Linked DNA regions of Cyprinus carpio: region 1 is linked to region 2. A link is a contact called in public Hi-C data. All regions are on one chromosome and are shown on one strand. The core of a region is the stretch at or near the end of the contact, and the rest is flanking DNA. Distances in the headings are between cores, read along the strand shown. Region 1 holds the start of LOC109091619 (midnolin). Region 2 has its middle 43 kb from the start of LOC109091619.

What was found. Hi-C and Micro-C count contacts between places; a contact is called where the count stands out from the background.
Region 1: a contact with region 2 is called in a Hi-C map of red blood cells, with 1.7 times the contacts expected there. The contact joins the promoter of LOC109091619 here to the enhancer-like site in region 2.

Annotation. Positions count from the first base shown.
Region 1 is chrA22:10,267,898-10,272,259 of ASM1834038v1, forward strand. LOC109091619 (midnolin) reads right to left here and starts at 3,037. Exons shown (of 9, transcript XM_042711848.1): 1 at 2,901-3,037.
Region 2 is chrA22:10,225,481-10,229,830 of ASM1834038v1, forward strand. No RefSeq gene overlaps it. Among protein-coding and RNA genes, the nearest start is that of LOC109091619, 43 kb to the right of the region's middle. Within about 2 kb of position 2,496, at least 7 of the 8 cell types and tissues checked have an H3K27ac peak or open chromatin away from gene starts, as enhancers often do.

The DNA.
Region 1 (4,362 bases), core at 1,787-4,286, 43 kb after region 2:
TACTTGGGAGTTTTCAGAGCAAACTCTAAAATATAGGACAACTGTGTTTCACATTAGTAACTGAGAAGTCATAATGCAGAAATAGCACATATGATAGTGTATATTAATATGTAGTGGAGTCCAGCACGAGGAAGTTGGCAAGGGTGATATATATTGGTTTTAAACATCTCATTCAAGACCCATTAATACTTGAATAAAATTAATAATAAAAACTAATTTTCAGCTTAAAGATCTATTAATGCATTAAATGTTGTTAGTAGGCATAATAACAATGTAATTACAACTTTATAGCTAACTGGTTTCATCCAAACATTAAAATACAACAGTACTGAAATATGTTCCGTATTCTCGCATTAATATCGAGTCTTAACACCTTCCCTCATCTCCTTTTCAAAACAGTGACACAGCAAGGTGGAGGCCGTAAACCTGAAACTGACTGACAAATTGTAGATGATTAATAATGTCTTTGTATTGGGTTTTTAATAAGCTGACACAATGTGTTGTAAGAAGGTTTAGCTGCTTTTCCACCCTAAAGGGAATTAGGTTGAAGAGGTTTTTTGCTCCTGCCAATTAAACAGCATTCAATGAATCAATTAGCCTTATTCATGCAAGCTCGTCTTTAAATGGAAAGGGTGGATGTGAACGATTTGAAGTGTCACGTACAATGGGTATATTTATGTGTATTCAAATGTGTGAGACATGTGTGGGACATATGTAGGCGTCTGTGCATATGTGGGTGAGCAGCATTCCAAACCATCAAAGTCATTCCCGTTCCCATTTTCATGTTTGAGAAATGTTCAAGTCTGTATCCGTCCACCCATTCCGATTGTTTTTTTACCCTGATTCCTTTGTTAAAAACAGAGGGGGAAGCATTAGGCCACACCTGTCAATGCGTAGAGCGATGGCTCATAGGTCTGTCAACAGGAAGCGGGAATAAATGAGTATTGTGGGAATACAAAAATTACACAAGAATCATTTACATCTCCACCTAATTCACGTGAAAAGGTTATTAAGCAAGAAGATGGCAAACTTTGCAAGTCTGGTTTTTTTTTTTTAAGAGAGTGTGGGTGATTTTTGACTACCATTCAAAAGCTTGGGGCTGGTAATATTTTTTAATGATTTTTGGTAAATTGATTTACAGTAAAATAATAGTAATGTGAAATATTATTGCAATTTAAAATGGCTGTTTTCTACTTTAATATATTTTACAATAAAATGTATTAATACTGAGTATATATTGAGTTTGTACGAACGTTGCAATGGACGACTGCGAATATCTGACCCGCAATTAACCAATGAGAATCAAGTATTCTAGATACCGAGCCACTCTGCCAGTGATTTGTTGACTGAAAATAACTGTTGTATAAATTATGACACACTTAACATAGCTCTTAAAATCATCTAGCATATGTGATGCAAATAGCAGCTTTCTCATTACTTCAAGTGGTTAATGCTAAATTAATCATGAGCCCACTGATGGAGGTGTTCCATGTATATAATCACAATATTGCATCTTTTGTTCCAGGCCTTAGTAGCTTTGTAGGCATATCTCATTTGTATAGTCTTGCATAAGTAGCCACCTGCAGCGCTTGACCACATTATAAATGAAAAAGTTCTCGTAAGCACTTCTTTATGGAAACCGAGTGCTACAGAATTCACTCAACACTTCAGCCAAATTCCAATGCAAATTAAGCGTGTATTGCTTGTTATTAATACACATTTCATTTGATTTTATACAAGACATCACATGATGAATTAAGACAAAATGGAATTACAGGAGAATCTTTGTTGGCCTCATGTTCTGCAAGGTTTATTTGTTCTCCGAAAACCCTCGTTATCCACCACCCACTTAGCGGCCCACACTCAAACACACATTCTCCCATGTACTCTTGGTAGCCTGCAGGCTTAATCCTGGTTTGGCTCGGATTAGCAACTTCCCACGTTAGGCTAATTTAATCAGAACACAGCTCTTGAGAAAAGCAATACACGGGGGCTGCGTGGCACACTGACATTTCACCTGTATCCGCTGTTGGGCTGGTTGCGGTAATCTAATCATTGATATGGAAGGTTATTCTGGCCCTCTGATTCCATCTGTGACGTATGAAGCTCAGTCATCTCGCGTCCAATCAGACTTTAAAAATAGAAGCCTACACTTCACAAGAAAGCCATTATTTCCCGTCGCTCTTTGAGCTGCAGTCCCCACGACTGGCCTTTCTTGCTAATGTTCCTATTGCTTACTTCCTTATTTCCCTGTGCTGTTGGAGTCCACCACAGAGAGTTCAATTGTGTCCGTCCGGTAAAGCATTTACATGTGGGCCAATGAGCTTGTTTACTTTTACAGCTTCCCACATAGTGGCCGAAGGAATCGGCTTATGACCTCTATGAAGTGTTCTTGGGGAAAGCTGGATTAAGTCTAAAACATTGCTGGCTTCCTAGAAACAAGGTAATCCTGCTCCTGCACAAGATTGCACTGTCAGTTGGGCTTGTCTTCTGAATACGGTCCATATGTTGCTTAATTAGTGACTTTAGAAGTCTGTGCAGTATTAAAAGTGGTTGATAATTATTTAGGTTCACGACTCAAGCATTAAAACGATGTATTTTTAAAAGTGCAATATTGCTAACATATCGGAAAGGTTCAAGTTTCGACATTCTTATATTGCTTGATTTCTAAGGAAATATGTCATTTGTTCATGCAAATTAATTCTTTTCTGTGCCTTTCAGTTCCTCATTAGTTGACAGCCAAACAGCTGCAAAGGTATTATGAAGCAAGAATTTGACAAAGCAAAACTGGCTGCATCAAAACTGACAGAATCTGAACAGAATTAAAGTATATTTAGCATAAATAAAAATAACATCAAAAACAGTACATTTATATGTTACATCCAAGGAAGTTATAATACCTGGAGAACCTATCCGTCTGCATTCCCAGTCATCTCAATGGCACTTGCTCGGCTGGCGTGGAACACCCATAGAAGTATGCATATGAAATCCGCTGGCTGTGTTCATGAGCACTTGTTTTTGCAGCCAGCCATGTGACTAATCACTCTAGAGCCACAGCAAAATGACGTGGACTTGGTGCTGATTGGATAACGAATGGACACAATGTACAATCCCAAACTGTTTACTGGTGTTTATCCAGCCTTGATGTCAAAAGCAGCAGATAGAAACAAAAATGAGGCGTTAAATAAATGAAGTAAATAAATGCACTGATACAACATCAAAACATCACACATGGCTAAATTTTAAAGGCCATCAATAATGCCCAAGCAGGGGCTGAGGGGCTGAGGGGCCATGCTAAATAACAAAACCTTGACCCTTAATTACATCAAACATTTCTTTGTGATGCTTTATATCACAATTATGTAATGACTAAAAATGAAGCGTGAAACGTTGGGGTTGAAATTACATTAAACATAGTGAGAAAAACCTTTTAATTGCTAAAATAAGAGTATATAATGTCCAGTGGAAAGAACAGCACACTGGCAATCATGACTTTTCACTGGATCCCGGAACAAACTCTCAACCTCTAAATACTTTTCAATTAATAACCCTTTATGCTATGAGGAGAAGAGACTGATGCAGTCCATGTTTAGTCATGTCAGCATTAGACGCTTTGTACACTAATATTGCACACTGTCCATGAGGTTGTGATGAGAGGGGCGGGGCCGAGAGCCGTGGGAACGGAGCGAGGCCGGTGGAGTAAATGCTAATACGCGACACCTGCGCCACTCACTGGTCTCGAGTCCCACAGAGGAGCTCCGGAAGGATAAAAGGAGAAGTTATGACAGTGTTGGACGAGAGAGGACCAGGCCTGGATTTTATCTTGTTTTTTGGTTCTGTTTGTGCGCGACAGTCATCCGCGAGGGGCTGTCGCATTATTTTGTGTTTATTTTATTATTAAAGTTTTATTTGAATGTTTGCTTCTGAATCTGAATTTGTTCCCACCTCCTACATCCCGAACTACGAACGTTGTTACAGAGGTGTTCTTATTTGGCAAAACCACACCAGCAACCTTCTACTTATTACATGTAGTGGCTTCCCATAATCTGAGGCCTTGTGAATTCTAGGAGGGGATCTATTTGAGGGTTTGTCCTCAATTGAACCCAGTAACTTCTGCCCATGTAATACCTTATGAGTATTCTGCAACTGCTGTGATAATATGCATGCTACATAACACCATGGCTAAACAGCTAAGATGCATTGACCAGTCAGTGATAAGTTACATGTTCCCCAGTGCACAAGGGATCCTTTTTGCTCCAAGTCACCCTAAGGCTAAAAGCTTTTATTAGCTTGAGTCAGTAAAAGCTAGCTTTAGCATGCACGTTGACTTTCTGGAATGATGAAGAGTCGGGAGTTCCTGGG
Region 2 (4,350 bases), core at 1,246-3,745:
ACCTCTCTTATGAAAACTTGCTAAATCATTCAGGTCTGTAAAGTTGTAGGAGTTTTTTAGATAAAATAACAGGGATTCATGCTTTAGCAAACACCACTAATGAAAACCAGTCAGCATCATTGTGAAAGCAGTTCAATTTTCATTTTTGGGAACCACTTCTGTTTCTGTTATTTTCTTGTGGCATAATTCAGTTTCAGTTGAACCTACTACTACAAATTTAATGAAACTGCAGTTGTATTTCTTAAGGAATTAATTCAGTTGTAGAATGTGGTTGTCACTCCCATAACCAACCTTTGGGTGTATGGTTAAGCACTGAGAAGAGAAGCAACAACTGTATTTAGCTGCTGTGTGTATGTAGCCATGTAGCAGGTGAGAAGGACAAGTTTAGGAACAGGTGACGTCTTTACCCTCTTGGAGGGTAAAATGTGGGCAAAATGGTTCAGCTGACCCATATTTCGGCTTTTATAATGTCAGGGACACTCATTGATCTCAACGGTTGTTTCGATCTCAGGTTGTTTGACCCAAAAAAGCACCTCTCTTGACCCTCAACCCCATTGGCTATCATAGTTACCATTGGGGCTCTGCCTGTTCTTCATTTTTCCAATGTTCTCCACACCCTGACAGCACACCTGTTTTGGAGCCCAGACAAGAACAAACAGTAATCTGTGTGTTCTTTGCTGAGAGCCAGTGCATTGCTAAAATGCTTGGTCTTGTTGTCTGACTGCCTGGCCCAACTAAACCTTCTGCACACAGCATCGGCTGGGCTATAGATCAGGCCTGACAACACTTCCTGAATGCTGTGACGCTGCATTACACTGTAACCTCCCTGATCTGCTGCTGCAGGTGTCCTCAGGGGTAGGGTGGGATTCTTTTATGTAAGCAAATATTTGGTCAAACATGTAAGAGCTTTGGGATATCGCTGAGAAATTAATCATATTGACCCTTGAACAGAAAATGCACTTGGTGACAAAACTGGAGAAGGGGATGATGGAATCAATATTAGGGATGGATCACAATGGACAACTAGTCGATTGTTGGTCCACCAACCAACTTGTCAATTAATGAGGTCTAACAGTATATCTAGAATTTTTTTTCTTCTAATATATTGTAGTTTTGCATGTAAAAATCCTGGAAATTCTTTGACCTGTCACAGAGAACCGGAAGCACAGTGATGCATATTTGAATGGATATCTTTGGCCCCAATGCATACTAGCACCTTACTAGTCAGGGATCGACAATAAGGGCTGTCCTATGACCCGGGGCCATTCTGAAAAATGCTTGGGACAATTTATGGATTTGTCACTGATTGTTTTTTTGTGACATGAAAAAATTTCCACCAAGAATTTTCACCAGATAATTTATTTTGGCGGGTTGCCAACAAATAAATATATGCACTTCTGGATTGAGAGTGAAGCACAGCACTGTGAACCAACCTATTCAATATACACAACCAGTATCTGTTAATAGATGCTACCGCCACTAGCTCCATTGAAAGAAGACCTGTATTGGAGACCTTCGTTGGCTTTTGTTGCCCTTGAAAGAATGCTTTGTACAAGGCCTGAAAGAGCCAACTGTTTCTTTGCGCATTCCCCCAACACCCCTTACTCCAAGAAGGAAGGTTACCAAAGCTGCAAACGGTTCACATATTAATTCAAGGTATCTGGTTGCCTGGTATCTTGTTTTACAAAAAGCCTGCAAAAGACAGATTGGTTATCAGGACCAGCTGTCTCAGGCACAGCGACCCTGCTCTCCAGGAAGCCGGTGGACTTGTAGACGCAGGCTGAGAGCAGATGGACAGAATCCAGGATCAATCTGGTGAATCAATAGCCAGCGTCTGACTTGAGGAGGGGGGCTGGGGTGGAAAGGTGAGTTCAAGCGAGTGATACGAAATTGAGAGGATATGAGCAAGAGGCTCTGATGTCACTGCCTGTGCATTTCAATAGGGGGCATAAGATGTCAACAGCGGCAGTGGGCTTGTAGTTTACAAATAAGACATTTTCAAACAGAGTTTCTTTTGAACAAAACAGACACTTTGGAAGATCAGAATTTCTGTGAGAGTGAAATATCGCAAAACCATTTTCTTAGTATTTTTTTTTTTTTTTTTGAGTGAAAATATCTACATTTTTACAGTTTGCTTCTCAATGTATCTTGTTTTAAGAATATTAAGATATTTGCACTGGAAAATGACAATAGTAAGAAAATCATTTTTGCCGTGTAGTAAGTGTTTTGTCAAATTAGTGACAGTGTACATGCAAAAAAAAATCCCCCAACTTCCTCTTACATTGTTCTCTGTCTCTCTCTCTCTTATACGAATACAAACCCTCATCCGTTTTGAATAATCTGAAAACTAATTTGAATTTTAACCTGGTATAGACCTAAGGAGGCTAATTTGTTCAACAGTCCATCCATCTTCCTGCATGGATATGTTGCCTCCATGAAACAATAAGAGCTTGGGTCAGACCGGGGAGCTCCTAACACCAGGAACAAGACAACCTGGTTTCAGCTTTGTCTGCTCCCCTCCCCCTTTGCAGTAGAATCTGCTTTGTGTTAGCCTGTTAGCCATGTTAGCTGCCTAACTACTGACTCACTACTCAGTTCAAAAGTTAGTAAAAGGAAAATACGCTGCGACTGATCGTAAACTTGATGCCTATCTCTCTGAATGACACGAACTTAGTTACCGGTCACTAGCAAGGCGAGAAGAGAAATACAGTTTGTGAGGAAGAAGTCAGAGGGAGTGCACTAATGTACAGGGTTTCCTGTGAGGGTAATGAGTACCCACAGTTCCCTGCTGAGAGAGGAAGTAGAGTGTAAATAGAGGGATTCCCACCTCGGCAGCGCAGCCGTTGTCATTGAGATAAGAATGGAAATTTCACAATGGCTGCCGTTAGGGGATTCCGGCCTCTTGTTCTCTTCCAGACGCTTGCCTTTCCTGTTTAAATAACTTTTGGGTTTGCCTGCCTGCCTGGTGGGAGATTCTGCTAGTTAAAATTGGTGCACACATGAGCTAACGAGAGTCACGAAGCACAGGAAATTCTGGTGTTTGTTTTTATAGTCAGTCTGACACAAAAACATACAGCTTCTGATTACGTAAATTGGGACGTAGTTGCTAATAAGAGATTACTGAAGATGCTTAAGTCTGCATGAATTAGAAATAAACCCTATTTTCTAAACTAATCATATTGACCTTATTGTGAATAACAGTTTTTTAGAGTTCAGAACTTTTAATGAAAATTTGGTGGTCGTGTTGGAGCAGTAACACAACACAGATGTGTACAGCGTAAATAAGGGGTAAGTATCTGTCCTACGTTGTTTGTAATTAAATTTTTTTTTTTTGGACGCACTGAAAGACAATAAAATTTTAATTTAAATTACATTTATTGTGACAATTGTAAATAGTGTATTTTTATGTTAAATGCAATGTTTTGCTCTCTTTTTTAGCATCACAACCAGCCCGACACAGCAACAGTGGCTCAACCAATGGTGTGAGATTGGGGCGGGACTATTTGTTTGACCCTCCAATGGAAGACAAGAGGAATGTTCAGGAAAACTTTTAAAAAATGGCTTAAGTGGCACAGAAATTACTCACTTCAGCTTTAAAAAAGTGCTCATACATAAAGAAATACAGCACTAAATTAAATCACAAATCTTTTTAAAGCTCTATTTATACCCCTCTGCAACTTAATCTATGCAGCTTATTATGGCAGCCTATTATGATTTAGGGGTCTTTTCAGATATGTCAAAAGAGTCAGCTGGTGCTGTTACAACGCTTAAAAGATCCAGATCTAAATCCTTTGTGAATTGATTCAGCTCTTTTGAATATTTAATGTTAATGTAATGGCTTGGTGTAACAAACCAGACCCAAATCTCAATTTACCCTGTCAAGCCATCATTGATTTAATTTCAGGATTTATAGAAACATTCTCCTTTCCTGGAGGCAAGGATAAACGATGCTGGTGTAAAGAGCAGGCAAAGCACACTGTGAGATTTTCTTTCTCCTCTTTACATTTCAAAGCATCTAACTATCTCATTTGAATTATTTACTCGGGCACGTGATGGAGAGCCCAGCAGAAGGGTATTGATTGGACTGATTTAGGACCTGCTGCTTGGCTAAATGCAATTCTCTGCTGTGCTGATGCGAGTGTGGGAGGTCGGGCCATTTCGGAGTCCATCATAAAAAAAAAAAAACATCAATCAATCAGTATGTAATAAGGTAAGGGTGTGAAAACCTGCTCTGGTTATTTAGCTAAACACAGGCAGCTAAATGGCTACGGCGGTATGGTCATTAGCTATTCAATAAATGCACACAACAAAAGGATTGTACAGTTTTAGGCTCCATTCCAAAACCTAGTT